2 separate regions of the Mus musculus genome follow, and region 1 is linked to region 2. Evidence: chromatin contacts called from public ChIA-PET data. All regions are on one chromosome and are shown on one strand. Each heading gives the region's core, a stretch centred on a gene start, on an enhancer-like site or on the middle of the called end of the contact. The rest is flanking DNA. Distances are from core to core; before and after follow the strand shown.

What was found. ChIA-PET counts read pairs in DNA pulled down with a chosen protein or histone mark.
Region 1: an RNA polymerase II ChIA-PET map of effector CD8 T cells shows a contact between it and region 2, with 13 read pairs. The contact joins the promoter of Tyms here to the enhancer-like site in region 2. A contact is called at or near these places in 5 of 115 datasets of contacts at active chromatin or transcription factors (the 230-238 cell line, effector CD8 T cells, embryonic fibroblasts and 2 more).

Annotation. Positions count from the first base shown.
Region 1 is chr5:30,071,774-30,074,880 of GRCm38.p6, reverse strand. It overlaps Tyms (thymidylate synthase), which reads left to right and starts at 1,256. Exons shown (of 7, transcript NM_021288.4): 1 at 1,256-1,520. The coding sequence starts at 1,334.
Region 2 is chr5:29,900,127-29,903,229 of GRCm38.p6, reverse strand. No RefSeq gene overlaps it. Among named protein-coding and RNA genes, the nearest start is that of Il6, 110 kb to the left of the region's middle. Within about 2 kb of position 1,354, at least 40 of the 459 cell types and tissues checked have an H3K27ac peak or open chromatin away from gene starts, as enhancers often do. A contact at or near this core is called in the 230-238 cell line, effector CD8 T cells and memory CD8 T cells, where this site is marked.

The DNA of each region.
Region 1 (3,107 bases), core at 7-2,506, 170 kb before region 2:
GACCACATAATTGGTCACAAAACAGGCCTCAACAGATACAAAAATATTGAAATTATCCCATGCATCCTATCAGATCACCACAGACTAAGGCTGATCTTCAATAACAGCATAAATTACAGAAAGCCAAAGTTCACGTGGAAACTGAACAACACTCTACTCAATGATATCTTGGTTAAGGAAGAAATAAAGAAATTAAAGACTTTTTAGAGTTTAAAGAAAATGAAGCCACAACATACCCAAACATACGAGAACAATGAAAGCACTCCTAAGAGGAAAACTCAGCTCTGAGTTCCTCAAAAAGAAACTAGAGAGAGCACACACTAGCAGCCTGACAGCACACCTATAAGTTCTAGAACTAAAGGAAGCAAATTCACCCAAGAGAAGTAGATAGCAGGAAATAATCAAATTTAGGGTGGAAATCAACCAAGTGGAAACAAAAAGAACTATTCAAAGAATCAATCAAACCAGGTGCTGGTTCTTTGAGAAAATCAACAAGATAGATAAACCCTTAGCCAGGCTAACTAGAGGGCAAAGGAACAACATCCTAATTAACAAAATCTGAAATGAAAAAGGAGACATAACAACAGAACCAGCGGAAATCCAAAACATCACCAGATTGTATTACAAAAAGCTATAGTCAACACAACTGGAAAACATGGATGAAATGGACAATTTCCTAGACGGATACCAGGTTCCAAAGTTAAATCAGGATCAGATTAATGATCTTAACAGTCCCATTTCCCCTAAAAAAGTAGAAGCAGTCACTAATAGTCTCCCAAACAAAAAAAGCCCAGGACTTAGCACAGAGTTCTATCAGGCCTTCAAAAAGACTTAATTCCAATTCTCAAACTATCCCACAAAACAGAAACAGAAGGTCCTCTACCCAATTCATTCTATGAAGCCAAAATTACTGTGGTTCCCAAACTACATAAAGATCCAAGTACAAGTATCGTATAAGCCAAAGGCTCTTTTTGAGACTGGGTCTCAAGTACCTAGGCTGGCCTTGAACTTGCTATGAAGTGAAGGCTTGCCTTAAACTCCAGATCCTCTAGCCGACTCAATCTCCCAGGAGCTGGGATTTAATGGCATGCATCCCCACACCCTGATCCTATAGGCTCTTAATGCCATAATAGGGTAAATACAGATTTGAGAAAGTGGGCAGGTGTTTGCCTTGCAAGCTGTAACCACTTCTGTCACGTGGGGGCGGGGTCTGCCACGGATTCTGGCGGCCGGAAGTTTCCCAGCAGGAAGAGGCGGGCTGGTGTTGGAGGAAAAGAGCGCCAGGAAGGTCCTGGTTTTGTCGCTGACTACACTGCTGCCAGACTGCTCCGTTATGCTGGTGGTTGGCTCCGAGCTGCAGTCCGATGCTCAGCAGCTGAGCGCGGAAGCCCCACGGCATGGAGAACTCCAGTACCTGAGGCAGGTGGAGCACATTTTGCGCTGCGGCTTCAAGAAGGAGGACCGCACGGGCACTGGCACCCTGTCGGTGTTCGGCATGCAGGCACGATACAGCCTGAGAGGTAACTGGGGCTGGTCTGCATTAGCGGGAGGACGTCCGGCAGGCAAGCTGGGCACGCGGAGACGCCGGGCGAGCGTTCTTGGATAGCCCTAACCCGGGCTCTGAGGTTCTAGGAGTCCTAAACTTCCCGTGCGCGACCCAGGTGACAACTACTTCAAGTAAACCAGGTTCTGAAGGTCTGCCTTTGACCTTAGTCCCTGTTAAACCTTTTCTCCCGAATCCAGTTTCAACCAGTTGTGCGGCCCAGAGGGAGGGAGTGGGAAGAAACCTGCGGGAGCTTGTCCAAATCCTGCTCTGAGGTCTTGACTTTGCTCCTCTTCTTCCTCCCCTTATCTCCTGCTCCCCTTTGCTGCTGCTTTTAAAATTGGAGCGAAAATGGCTTGGGCGGTGCTACGGCTGCGCGGGAAAGGGGGAGACCCGGGCCTTAGGCGGGAACTGTGGGGTTTTTCCTTCCAACAGCCTTGGCTTTTATATTTTATTTTATTTTATTTTATTTTATTTTATTTTTGGTTTTTCGAGACACAGTTTCTCTGTGTAGCCCTGGCTGTCCTGGAACTCACTTTGTAGACCAGGCTGGCCTCGAACTCAGAAATCCGCCTGCCTCTGCCTCCCAAGTGCTGCAGCCTTGGCTTTTAAAGAGTAACAAGAGGCTGTTGAGGAGCAAAGGATGGAATCAACCACAGGGCCTGGAAGGGCACAGAACCTCCTAGGTGTTGGCTGAGGATGGGGGTGCTAATGGTGGCATTCAGGAAACATGAAGAGCAACCTGACACTGGAGTAGAGAGTAGCTTTGAGTGGGGATATGGCCGCTCTTAGGACATTTGCTTAGTCTCAAACATTTTCTGGAGCTGTAAACTACAGCTTCTACTGCACAGATTGGTCCAGCCTAAAGGACCTCCCAAGAATTGTGGACCCTGATGAACCACAGACCTTTTAATTCACGTCCTCTGCTTAGACTGTGGACAGGTTTTTTTTTTTTTTTTTTTTTTTTTTTAAAGTATAGTTGTGTTTTGTTTTTGTCCTTTACCTCTCTAGTGTTCATTCAGCTTTTCGATGATGTTAAAGCTGGAAGTAGTGCTCTGGTTGCAAAACCTTCACTCAGACTACACCACTAACCTGAGCATTTTCACTTTGCCTTGTGGGTTGCCTCACCTGCACCACCCCTTTGCCTCTTAAGCTGTGGACACTTGTGCATTTCCTTTGGGTACCTGCGAAGTGGAGGTCACAAAGTTCCCTGATAGCCATTCCGAGGAGTAAACAATTCTGTTTCCATATACTAGGTCAGTTTGCTTTCCAAATATTTGAAAACTGTTCAGTTTTTACATGATTGATATCACCTCTATGCCCATGGCATAGTGGACTTGGGGCGAGGTGCTTTTAGGCTGTGTCTGAGGCCACATTTTGTATGATGCCATTACAGCCCAGTGATCGAATTCACAGTGGCTGATTAGTGGGTGGGGACTTTTTGCCACATGGGTATCCCCTGGAGAACTGTGGTGTCCTCACTGACTTGCCGGGTAGCTGGGCAGGAGCTCTCTTTTCCTGCAGCTGCTCCAGGGTCTTGGGTCCCAGGCACTTGCCCTCCGCA
Region 2 (3,103 bases), core at 105-2,604:
GAGAATTCTGCCAATTTCTAAGTATATCTATCCCAATTATGCATTCTGGAACTGGGGAAATGATCATAGGACGTGTTCGAGAACTTACTGGACCTACTGTGAGTCAGACATAAGTCAAAACTCCATCAATTACCATCCATCCTCCTTAAGCCCCTACTTTAACTGGAGGGCTACACCCCCTAATAGTGCTACTCCCAAGCCAAGTATATACAAACCATCACTGGCATAGACAAGAGGATCAAAGTTCAACCATCATGTTATATATAAAGCGTTCCAGGTTCTCTCTTCTCTTCTCTTCTCTTCTCTTCTCTTCTCTTCTCTTCTCTTCTCTTCTCTTCTCTTCTCTTCTCTTCTCTTCTCTTCTCCTCTCCTCTCCTCTCCTCTCCTCTCCTCTCCTCTCCTCTCCTCTCCTCTCCTCTCCTCTCCTCTCCTCTCCTCTCCTCTTCTCTTCCTCTCTCTCTCTTCCTCTTCCTCTTCCTCTCTCTCTCTCTCTCTCTCTCTCTCTCTCTCTCTCTCTCTCTCTCTCACCCTCTCTCTCTCTTCTGCTTCAACCTCTCTAGTCCTGGTATTAAAGGGATGATACCATACCCAGCTACCAAATCCTTGCATTGCTCCAGAAATTGACCTGAGTGTGGCAGTGAGGGAATGGACAAATGACAAACACACAGACACAGAAAAGTCAGAGTTGGGTGGAATTGATTCTCTAATTAAAAAGCCACGGTACCCTGGAAGATGTCAAACAGGAAGGTGAAATTATTGCACATAGATAAACAAGGAGTCAGGGTTATTGCATACAGATAACAAGGAGGCAAGTTTATCTAATTTAAGTAGGAACCGTCTCTGAAAGAGAGCAGTGTATAGCCACAAATTTCCAGGGAGAGAAAGCTACAGAGGACAATTTCTGCACACACTGTCAAGATTTGCATTCAGCCCAGAGGCTTTTCCATCCCTTTGAGCTTCACTCCCAGTGAGCTGAGGCATTGGAGTCTTTGACAAAGCTATGCCCTGTCAAGAATACTCATTCCCCCAGGATTTCACATATAATCAGCTGTATTTATACATTTAAATAAAATGTGCACCAAAGACAAATGAGAATCCAAAATGAAAGACAATCATTTTAGATTTTAGATGTATCGTCCTTTCCATTTAAATTAAGTCTAATCAACTAACTTTTAAAAGTCAGTTTAACTGCTGTTCACTCTTTCTGGGTTGGTAACCCACATCCCTTCTGTCAACTCCCAGTGAGTGTATCTTGTGGCCCTCTCGCTTCCTGTTGGTCTAAACCATAAGAAAGATAAACAGTTCTGAAGAAAGATGTGTATGGTGTGGAAAGGAGGATTTTATGGGTTAAATGCAATATCAAGGCATGTCTGGTCACTGTGCAAGCTGCTGCACCACTTGGACCATGTGATGCAGCAGACCCAATGGTAACTTGCTTGTGCCCATCCTGCTTCTTAATGACAAACAGTTCCTGTCTTGTAATGTTCAGCTTATAGTAGTGCCAAGTGGAACTCACTCAATAAATGATGTTTGAACCTGGAACTCTTCCCAACCAAAGGCTAGGTAGTATTGCACTCTACTGTGATGCTGGACTGGTCCTGAGGAGCTGCAGCGGTCTGTCAGCCTTATGGCCATAAAAGAAGCAACTGATACCTGCAGAGTATGAAATTGTTAAGCTATGACTTTAGGTAGGTTAGGAGAGTTTAATGCATTTTCTACTGTGATGCTTACATTTCTTTTGATAAGACAAAATATCATGACATAAAACTTTACAATGGCTATACTCCAACACACTGGGGAAGGCGTGGCAAAAGGCAAGGAAAGCACAGCAACAGAAGCAGAAAACCAGCTGAGCACATTTTCATCTGCACTCAGGAAGCAAAGGAGAGAGAGAGTACTGAAAGTGGGGAAGGCTATACACCCCCAAATCCTACCCCATTCATAGAACCCCTTCCAGCAAATCGCCTCCTCCTGGAAGTTCCATAATTTTACCAAACAGTACCACCAATTGGGACCACATATTCAAACTGATAAGGCTTTTTGAGATGTTTCTTATTTAAGCCATCACAATATTTTCAACTTATAATGGGATTATTGTCACTTAAAACCCACTGTAAGTGGGAGAGCCTCTATCTATCTATATAGTGGCCAAATTCTTTTGCTCTTCAAATTTTGGTATAGCCCTTGTGTTTGAGAATCAAACCCACCAGCATCACATAGGCATCTGTGGCCATTGGTGCCAGATATGCTTCAAAGGCATAGTACTTGTTCATTTACTCGTTGTTCATACATTCATTCTTTCTAGTCTTTTTTTCAATTAATCAAGTATTTTTCTGGTTTTGTTGCTTTAGGTAGTTATTAGATGTTTAATTATACATGTTTGTGTTATATTCTTTTAAGATTTCTTTGGAAATCATGTGATTCACTTAGTACAGTATGTTACCATGAAGCAATCAAGTTATACATTTTTTATGTTGTTCTTTCTTTTAGTTACATTTAATTTAGTCAGCTTTGAAATTCCTAAGTTAATTAACTTATTTAAACATTTTGTTTGCATAGGTAGCAGATGCTCAGCCTCCATGTGGTTCCCCCAGCAATGAGGGGTGTCCCTAAATCTGTAGCCTGACTGTAAAATCTGATCCCCAACAGGGCTACCTTGTCTGGTGCAGGGAGAGAAGATTTGCCTAATCCTGCAGAGACTTCATGCACCTGCGTGGGGGACATATAGGAGGTACCCACCCTCTCAGAGAAAAAGGGGAGGGAGAGTGGTAGGACTCTGAAAGGGGGGACAGGGAGGGGAGTGTCTTGGATGTAAATTAATTAAAATCTTAATTTTTAAAAAAAAAAACTATGTTTGCATCCTCACCCACCCATCCACCTCACCACCTACTACTGCAGGTGGGAAAGCTGGCCCTAAAGTCATGAAAGAACTCATGAGCCCTGCAACTCACCTGGGCAGCACAGTAGAGATGACCCTGGTGGTATAGGCACAGGTGAATTGTCCCTAAGGGCATGAAAGTGGGAAAACTGGCCCACTCCTCACTGGTTGAGGCACTTGGGTGAGCTAGCCTGGACAGTGCTGGAGAGGTGGCCATGGTGATGT